Linked DNA regions of Muntiacus reevesi: region 2 is linked to region 1. The links are chromatin contacts, called in public Hi-C maps. All regions are on one chromosome and are shown on one strand. The core of a region is the stretch at or near the end of the contact, and the rest is flanking DNA. Distances in the headings are between cores, read along the strand shown.

Region 1 (4,734 bases), core at 1,203-3,702:
ATGTGTCTGTAAAGCTTCTTTGTGGTCAGGACATTTAGGGGGAGGATCCATGGGAATCTTTCAGGTCTTAAGTGGAGACCTAGGAAGGAGAGTATTGGTCCCCCGTGAACAAGTTCCCATTGCGCAAAGATGCTGTGAGCATCAGGGTTTCCTCAAAGCAACTCACAAAAAGGACCTTGAAACTTTTTAGTCACTCCTGCAGATAAGTGAAAACAGCCACGCTGTTACTTTCCTCATTTCTAATTCAGACCTCTTCTGTTTGTCTTCTCTATCCTAGCAACCAATATCACACCTCTATTCACTTACTCTGGGACAATTCTCAGCATTTATTACTATATCCCAAACACTCAGATATGTGACATGCACTGTCATTTAGTGTTCCTGGTCACTTTCACAGATGAATGATCATCTCTGTTTTACAGAAAATAGGTTCAACGTGGTTGAGAAACTACAAGTGTCCTTAGCTGTTACACGGCAAGAGTACAAATTGGAATCCAGGACTGTCTGACACCAAAGACTGTGTGCTTAAACATTTTGCTGTACTTCTACTTAACAGCAACTCTGGGAGTCTTCCATAACTAGTTCAGCTGTTCCATCTAATTGGTCTTCAAATCCTGTTAAGTCCACCTCCAAAACTTGAGAATCATTTCTTTCAGAGCTGCCCCCATTGCCACAGCCCACATCCTTCACCCCTACCCTCACTGACTGTAGCAACTTGTCATTACTTTTCATTCTCTCCGTTCTGTTTGTGCTGCCTCAGAATGATCTGTGGAAGACTTTAGTCTCAAATAATTCTCCACAGTGGTTCTTCCATTCCACAGAATATTAATTCCAAAACTCAAAATCCTATCACTCAAAGCCTTAACTTCTTCCAACTCCTTCCAACGCCTCCTTAATTCTTACTGTGGCTCCAGCCAGTCACATGAACTATAGGCCATACTCTTTTTTTTTTTTTTTTTTTTTTGCTTTTATGATTATGATCTTGTTCAATTCATTCACCCCCCCTCAGTCTGGTTTACCATATGTAAGATGGTCATGATACTCCTGTGCTTATCTTGGGGTCCAGTCACCCTATCCTTCCCCTTGCTAAACACTTTTCAAATGTTTCCTGCATTCAATAATCATTTGTGTACAATCCTTTTTAAAAAAACTTTACTTAAAATGATTTTAGATTTACAGAACTGTTGCAAAAACAGTACAGAGAATTCCTGCACAACTCTTCACCCAGGCTTTCCCCAATGTTAACATCCCATATAACTTGGTACAATTATAAAAACTTGACCATCAATAAAATAACACTCAACTTTTATATTAAACTTTTAAAACCTTTATACAGCTGTCACCAGTTTTTTCACCAGTGATTTTCTCAGTCTCGACCAATCTGTGACAGTTCCTCATTCGTTCCTAGTGTTTCATGACTTTGATATTTTTTGAAGAGTGTTTCCTGGACACATTGTAGAATGCCCCTCAAGTTTAATGTTTTCTCATAGTTAAGGCCATGGATTTTTGTGGAAAAAAACAAAACTGGAGGTGGCGTGCCCTTGGTGCATGGTATCAAAGGGCATGTATAAATATGTCCTGTTTCCAGCTATGTTAACCTGGACCCTCTGGTTAACATGGTGTTTGCCAGGTTTACTCATTGTAAAGTCACTATTCAGCCCTGTTAACCTGCGGACGCCCATGGAAAGAGAACCAAGTCCTCCCCAACAGGCTATGGTGGAAAGAAATTTGGGAACTAGATCATCTGTGTTGAAATCCAGCAAACTCCAGTGACTAGAAGAAACTAAATTGAGTCTACTGGAGTAAGGGAGGGTGTCAGCCCAGGCTGTTGGCACGAGGCTCACTAATTAGTAAATCATTTCCTGCTAGAGAACACAGTTTTGTGGAAGACGGAACAACACAGGGGTCTAAGAGAAGGTGAGGGAGCACAGAAATGTGAAGTGGCTTCTCCAAGGGAACACAGGGATTCAAAGTATGCAGACTGCCAGACTAGCCTTGACCACTTCTCAGAGCCTGCATGGAATATTCCCAAGTGAGTCGCTCTGGAGACCCCCAAGGACGCTTGACTCCAGCCCGAACTCCAGGTTTTCTCGCGTTTTTAGAGCATTTGGGCTTCGCGCCTTGTTTTTGCCTCAACCTGAGAGCAAAGGCCTCAGCACCCCCAGTCCTCGCCTTCAGAATCGCTCATCACCCTCCACTCAGAGCCAGCTTAAGACTTCGGTTGAGGGTTGAAAGCCTCTTCCAACAACGCGAACCAGCATCTTTTCGGCACAGTGGGAGTTAGGAATTTTCCATAGCTGAAGTGCTCCTTTGCTCCCTTGCCGTTCACTTTCTGACTGCACAAGGCAAATTCCCCTCGAGCCCTGAGGGAGCTGACTAAGATCCGCCTACCCGCCCGCCCCGCCGTCCTACGCTGGTTTCTGATAGGCCATCGAGGCTGTCCGCCTTGGCAGGGAGTTGTGCGCAGGCGCAGAAAGGCTGCGAGACTGGGCTGAGGGCCGGCGACGCGGAGCTACCGGATCGGTCCGAGATGGTGAGTGTCCGCCGGGAGCTTGTGGCAGGCGGCCGGGAGGTGGCCGAGCACGACTTTCCACCACCATGAGCCTGGCTTTCTATCCTCCGGGGACAGCTCTGAGCGCCTGGCTGGGCATCCGCGGGGCTGGGCGGGGTCGGGCCCGAGCTGTCTGGAGGGCGGAACTGGGGCGGCGCGGGCCTCCAGACTCAGAGGGGACTGAGGCGGGGCCACCGGATCCGGCAGTCCCTTGACCGGAAACAGTTGTTTAGGCCTCGGCTAGGGGTGGACGGAGGTGGGGAGGCCTGCCCACAAACCCTTGCATCCTAGCATCCTGGACCTTGTTGCGCGACTATAACTATAATGATTACATTTACAGGAAGCTTAATTCGTATCTGGCTCTGCTAAACGCCTCCCCATGCCTACATATCTACATGTAGGTACACCCCACAACTATGTAGGTGTACCTACGTAGATAAGTAGGTACACCCATTATCCCCGTTTTACATACTTGGAATCTAAAACCCAGTGAAGCTAAGTGTCTTGCCCCCAGGAAATGGCAGAGGTGGATTTGAACCCTAGAAGCTTGATTGCTGTCTTTGTGTCCCCGTCATTCTTTCGAGCCGCTGGGACTCGTCAGAAACGAGTGGGATCCACCCTTGGGGTTCCTGCCCTGCTGGCTGGAACTGTGGGTTCTTTACGACTTTACAGGTTTGTTTTCTTGTTTTTTTAATCCTCCCAACTTTAAAATAACTTGAAAAGACCTTTTCAAGGTTAAATCAGGTTTAAAACCGTTCCCACGTTTAAAGCCTTTGAATAGTTTTTAAAAATCTTATGTAAGTATTTAAAGACTATAAGAAAAATGGAAAAGGAAGAAGAAACAATGCCATGATCTGGAGTTAGGTAACGACTTATGATTAGGTATATTACTCCTATTAGTCTTTTTCTCTTCAGTTTTTCCTCTACATAGTTTAGCAATGTACTTTATATGGTTAGCTAGTTTATAGTATAGAGGAAGTAACTTCATCTTTCACATCACTTTTTAAACTGTAAAAGAAAAATTAACTTTTAACAGACAAATCTTATACACAGTTAAAAAGAAAAACTGAAAAGATCTAAGTGAAAAATAGATCTCCCACCCAACTGTGACCCCCAACCTCATTCTCCTTCAGAAACAAACATTGTTAGTTTCTTTTATTATATCTATATGTATATATCAGTTTAGTTGCTCAGTCGTGTCCAACTCTTTGTGACCCCATGGACTGTAGCACACCAGGCTTCCCTGTCCATCACCAACTCCTGGAGCTTGCTCACACTCATGTCCATTGAGTCGGTGATGCTATCCAACCATCTCATCCTCTGTCATCCTGTTCTCCTGCCTTCAATCTTTCCCGGCATCAGGGTCTTTTCCAGTGAGTCAGTTCTTTGCATTAGGTGGCCAAAGTATTGGAGTTTCAGCTTCAGTATCAGTCCTCCCAATGAATATTCAGGACTGATTTCCTTCAGGATTGACTGGTTTGATCTCCTTGCAGTCCAAGGGACTCTCAAGAGTCTTCTCCAGCACCACAGTTCAAAAGCATCAATTTTTCAGCGCTCAGCTTTCTTTATAGTCCAACTCTCACATCCATACATGACTACTGGAAAAACCATAGCTTTGACCAGATGGACCTTTGTTGGCAAAGTAATGTCTCTGCTTTTTAATATGCTGTCTAGGTTTGTCAGCTTTTCTAGCAATGTCTAGGTTTTCTAGCTATATCATAACTTTGTCTAGGTTTGTCATAGCTTTTCATATATATATATGAGACCCCTTTTTCTTACAGGAATCAGAGCTTCCTGCAACCTATACCATGCTATTGTGTATTTATATTCATAAAAGCAAAACATACTTTAGATGCATGTTTTAACAAATTTAAGCATTACCGTAACTTAGAAAAGTGTGTGTAGTCCCTATCTCACTCCCCTCTGCTGATCACTGTTGACAATTGGATACATCTTCTTCCAGATTTGTTTAGTGCATAAGCACATTTGTATATAACATGTTTATTACATGAAATTGGAACTTATGTATTTATACATATTAAAGTGACACAGTGGTAAAGAATCCGCCTGCCAGTGTAAGAGACAAGGATTCGATTCCTGCACTGGGAGGATCCCCTGGAGTAGCAAATGGCAATTCCATGGACAGAGGAGCCTGGCGGGCTTACAGTCCATGGGGTCGCAAA
Region 2 (4,734 bases), core at 1,591-4,090, 150 kb after region 1:
CAATCATTTCTCTTGAGCTGAGCCTTTAAATTTTTTTTAATTGAAATATAGTTTATTTACAATGTTGTGTTAGTTTCAGGTATACAGCAAAGTTATTCAGTTATACATACACATCTATATTATTTTTTACATTCTCTCCCATTGTAAGTTTTTATAAGATATTGAGTATAGTTCCCTGTGCTATACAGTAGGTCCTTGTTGGTTGTCTTATATATAGTAGCATGTATATTTTAATCCCAAATTCCTAATCTAGCCCCCATTCTCCAGCCTTTAACTGTTGAACCTTTGGTTGAGTCTACTCTATGCTAGGCCCAGCACAGGCTGAATGAAGTATATAGACAAAGATCCTGCCCTTGGGAGGCCCACAATCTACTTGGGAAAACACATATACATTAGTCATCATCACTTACTGTTTATTGAACAAATAAATGATTGTACCGTCGTCTATCAAGGTAGTTCTGGACACCTGGGTGGGGACAGGAAAGGTGACCTAGAGGAAGAAGGAGTGAGTAGAATCTTGAAGACAGAAAAACTCTGAATTCAGAAAGGCCTGAACAGGGAATTCCAGGAGAAAGCTTGAGCAAAAGTATGGATGTGGGAGAGTGAAGAGACAACAGGAGTCTGAGCGTAGCACAAGGTAGATGTAAGTGAGGAAGAGGAATAAAGTGAGAGCACTGGGGCTGGATCATGGAAGGCCACAAATGCCGTATTAAGGGGCGTGGTACTGTGGGAGCCACAGGAGGTTTTAGAGCAGGCAAATGATGTGACAAGAAGGCGTATTAGGGATTATCCAGTTTAAGTCAGCAAAAGGTGAAGAGAGGGTATGAGGTTAGCAGGAAGCAGATGTGATGGGCAGAGGCTCAGGGTTGCAAAGAATGAGGATGGTTTGGGGATACCACTCCAAAGGCCAAAACACTGCTTCCTCACTCCTACCCATCTTCCCCAAACCGCTGGGTATTGTTTCCTGGTTCCTTCTCCTAGTTGCTAGGATTGAGACGTCCCTCTGGGGTTTCAGATTAGGCCGGGACAGGATTTTATCAGCAGAGCAGAAGCTCTGGCCTAGTTCCCTTCCCCCACAACCCCCCTCCTGGTGAGACAGATGGGCAGTGCCCAGATTCATCCCCACCAGCCCTGCTCTACTGAGAGAGGATGCACAACCTCTGGAGGTGCTGAGGATGTGTACTGTGGTCTTTCCAGCCACTTCTCAGGTCACTGGGAATGCTGGGGGCCTAGAATATGGGACTGGAAGAATCCTGAGGGTGATGACTTTGAAAGAATCTCTAAAAGGTAACTTGGATATTTCGACAGATATGAAAATTGAGGCCCAGAGAGATGACATGACTTGCTTGAGGTCACACAGCAAGTTTGGGGAAAGGACGAAGCCCAGGTCTCCTGGGGGAGGCTGAAGCACCCTCGGGCTTTGATTATCTGGTGCTTGTAGAGAGTGGAGAGTGTTGGAGCCAGGAACTATGTGTTCAAATTCTGGCTTTGCCATTTACTATAACTGTGTGACTCTGATTCCTCAACTGGAAAATGGGGATAACACATACCTTTTCGGTTGTTGTGAAGAATAAAAACACATATATAGCAGTATGGCACAATGCCTGGCACTCAGTAAGTGCTCAAAAATGTCAGCTAATGGTCTGGCAGTGGCAATAGTTGTTGTTGAATGCGTTACTGAATATGAATCTATATACTAACCATGAGATCTGCTTCCCTGTGTGGTGGTGGTGTTGTTTAGTCACCCAGCTGGGTCCCACTCTCTGCAACCCCACCGACTATAGCTTGCTAGGCTCCTCTGTCCATGGAATTCTCCAGGCAAGAAAACACTTGAGTGGGTTGCCATGAGATCTATCTCAGTTTCCCTGTGTGTACATCAGGGTTAATAATCAATCAATCCCTGTCTCTCACTTTTCTGTCCAGCCCCAGTAGCAATATGGATTAAATAAGGTGTGTAAGGGCTTCCCAAGTAGCCAGTGGTAAAGAATGAGCCTGCCAATGCAGGAGAGTCAAGTTCCATCAGGAAGATCCCCTGAAGAAGGAAATGGTAACCCACTCCAGTATTCTTGCCTGGGAAATCCCATGGACAGAGGAGCCTGACAGGCCACAGCCCATGGGGTCACAAAGAGTCAGACAGGACTGAGCACACACACGCACAAGATGCGTAAACGTTCCAGTGTAGATTACTCTCTAGGTCAAAGTTTATTTAGCCCAAAGCAATTCCTCTCCAAGTTCTACCAGCAATATTTCCCTGTCAGCCTAACCAACTCTTCTATACTTCCTGCGATCCCCTGGAACCAGGGAAGAGGGTTATCCCCCAACTGTTAAGCTTGCCCAGCCGAGGAAAAAAAGGAGTGGGAAAGCAGCGAGCGTGTACGGCAAGAAAGAGAGATAGAAAAGGCAGAGCCGAGAGCCGGGTGGTGGGGAGGCTGGAGTGCACGAGCGTGGTGTGGAGTTGAGAAAAGTGTACAGACTGAGGGACTTGAATATAAGATGCAGGTGAAAGGACAGGAGAGGCGGCGGGAAAGGTGAGGGCGCTGACAGATGCGGAGGGAGTGCAGCAAGATGGGGATCTCGTAGGAACTAGTGGGAATCCCCCTCTTAGAGAGGTCCGTGGGTCGCCCAGAGGCAGGGCGGTCCAAGCTTCCAGCAGTTGTTTCTCCAGGCCTCCTCTTCCCTAGCCTGGGAGTCTGGGATCCCCGCGAGGGAGCCACTAGCCGGCTAACCGCGGAGGAGGCGGGGAGAGGGAATCCGCAGTCTGGGATTGGCCGCCGCTTGGCCGGCCGGTGACGCGAGGCGGGCGGGCCCCTTTGTGACGTCACAATCAGCTGTTTGAACGTTCCAATTTGTGCCGTGAGTCCAGCGGCGGCGGCTGTAGACTCAAAGCTTCGCGGGCGAGCGCAGTCAGTCTGAGTGCGCGACGCGCTCCCAACCCAGCCCCCGCGATGCTGCCGGGCCTGTGATCCGCCGCCGACCCCGGGACGCTCCACCTCACAACTACCTCAGCGCTACCTGGTTCCGCCGCACCGCCCCCAGTCTCCAGGTGAGTTCCGACCGGCTTTGGCCAGGGGGGCTCCTGGAGCCTCGGGACACGCCCCGCGCCCCCAGTTCCCGGGTCTTTGTCAGTCTCCGCCAGCGGCTGCCGGGGCTGCATTCTGGGCTCCGGATTGGCTGCCCCCCGCCCGGTAGACGGTGACGTCTCCCTATTTGCATATGACATTGAGACGTCACCAAGGCCGGCACCGCCCCCCCACCCCCTCCCGACTCCGGTCGCTTGTCCTCCGGTGACCCGTTGGGCGCTGGGTCGGAACTGGGCCCATGAGTGAGGGACGCTGAAGGCAGCGGGACCAGAGGGCCCTCCTGTTTCCTGGGCTAACCCAGGAGCTGAGGTCAAACCTCTGATCTTCTACTTTCTCCTTAGACCTGAGAGTGGTTCGAAGAGACTTGAGAGAGGTTCCGAAGGCACAGCTGGGTCTAGATAGGGGGAGGGGGTTGTCAGAAGTTCTGGAGCCCCTGAAGCTTGAACTGTAGATCGCTGGGGCAGCGCCAGGTGGTGGTGCAATCTCCTCCCTCTGGCTCCAGGCTCTGCGCCCCTGGGGCTAACATCATAACATTCCCTTAATCCCTGACATGTGTGCAGCGCCTTAGCTGACGTCGTTCCCAGCCCCCGAACGAGGGGTCTTAGAGCCCATTTCATGAAAGGAGAAACCGAGTCCCTGAGAGGGGAGGTGGCTTACTCGAGGTCGTGCAGCCAGTTACAGTCATGCCTTCCTAGTGAGTGGCGGATCCATTAGCCACTGGCACATACCTAGTAGAAGCTTATTACAAGTAACAAGTTACTCATCCTCCTTGCACCTAAGACTCCACTTGGGTTAGTTCAGTTCAGTCGTTCAGTCGTGTGGGACTCTTTGCAACCCCATGGACTGCAGCACACAGGCCTCCCTGTCCATCACCAACTCAAACTCATGTCCATTGAGTCGGTAATGCCATCCAACTACTTGGACTAAGCCCCATCCAAATTTGATACTGCTCCCAGATTTCCTCACTCCTGGATCTTTTTCCAGGAGGTCTCTGGAGACTGGGTCCCTTTTTGAGGCCCCCACCCTCATTCTGTACCTCAGAGTTCTGGAGCCCAGTAAAATCACTGCCTCCCAGCTGCTTTGGTCACAGAAACGTGAGTCAATGACTGCATCAGGGTGTCTCCCGGGCCAATGTTGGGATGGGGTGGAGATGAGAGTTCCCTCTATTTGTCTGTCCTTCACCTCCCACCCTGGTGGCTCAGATGGTAAAGAGTCTGTCTGCAATGCAGGAGACCAGAGTTCAATCCCTGGGGTCAGGAAGATCCCCTGGAGAAGGAAATGACAACCCACTCCAGTATTCTTGTCTGGAGATTTCCATGGACAGAGGAGCCTGGGAGGCTAGTCCATGGGGTCACAAAGAGTTGGACACAACTCAGCAACTATCACTTTCACCTTGTACCCCCAGAGCTGTCAGCTAGAAAGGATTGACCTGGACTAGTGCTGGTGATTACAAAGCATGTGCTCCCCTCTCTGCTCACAGAGAAGCACCAGAGACTGAGCAGGAGAAGGGGATCCTCTGACTTTCCAAGTAGATGGGCCTATGGGTTGGACCAAGAGTCCTATCTCAGCCTAGACTCTGCTCACGGATGGGCTGGGGATGAGGCGTGGGGCTCAAGTGTTATTCCGGGCACAGCTGTTGCAGTTATTAAAGGGA

The links. Hi-C and Micro-C count contacts between places; a contact is called where the count stands out from the background.
Region 2: a Hi-C map of muscle shows a contact between it and region 1, with 3 times the contacts expected there. The contact joins the promoter of TP53INP2 here to the promoter of DYNLRB1 in region 1. A contact is called at or near these places in 2 of 3 Hi-C or Micro-C datasets (blood and muscle).

Annotation. Positions count from the first base shown.
Region 1 is chr2:62,223,264-62,227,997 of mMunRee1.1, forward strand. DYNLRB1 (dynein light chain roadblock-type 1) reads left to right here and starts at 2,453. Exons shown (of 4, transcript XM_065921852.1): 1 at 2,453-2,533. The coding sequence starts at 2,531.
Region 2 is chr2:62,372,965-62,377,698 of mMunRee1.1, forward strand. TP53INP2 (tumor protein p53 inducible nuclear protein 2) reads left to right here and starts at 2,841. Exons shown (of 4, transcript XM_065921865.1): 1 at 2,841-3,043.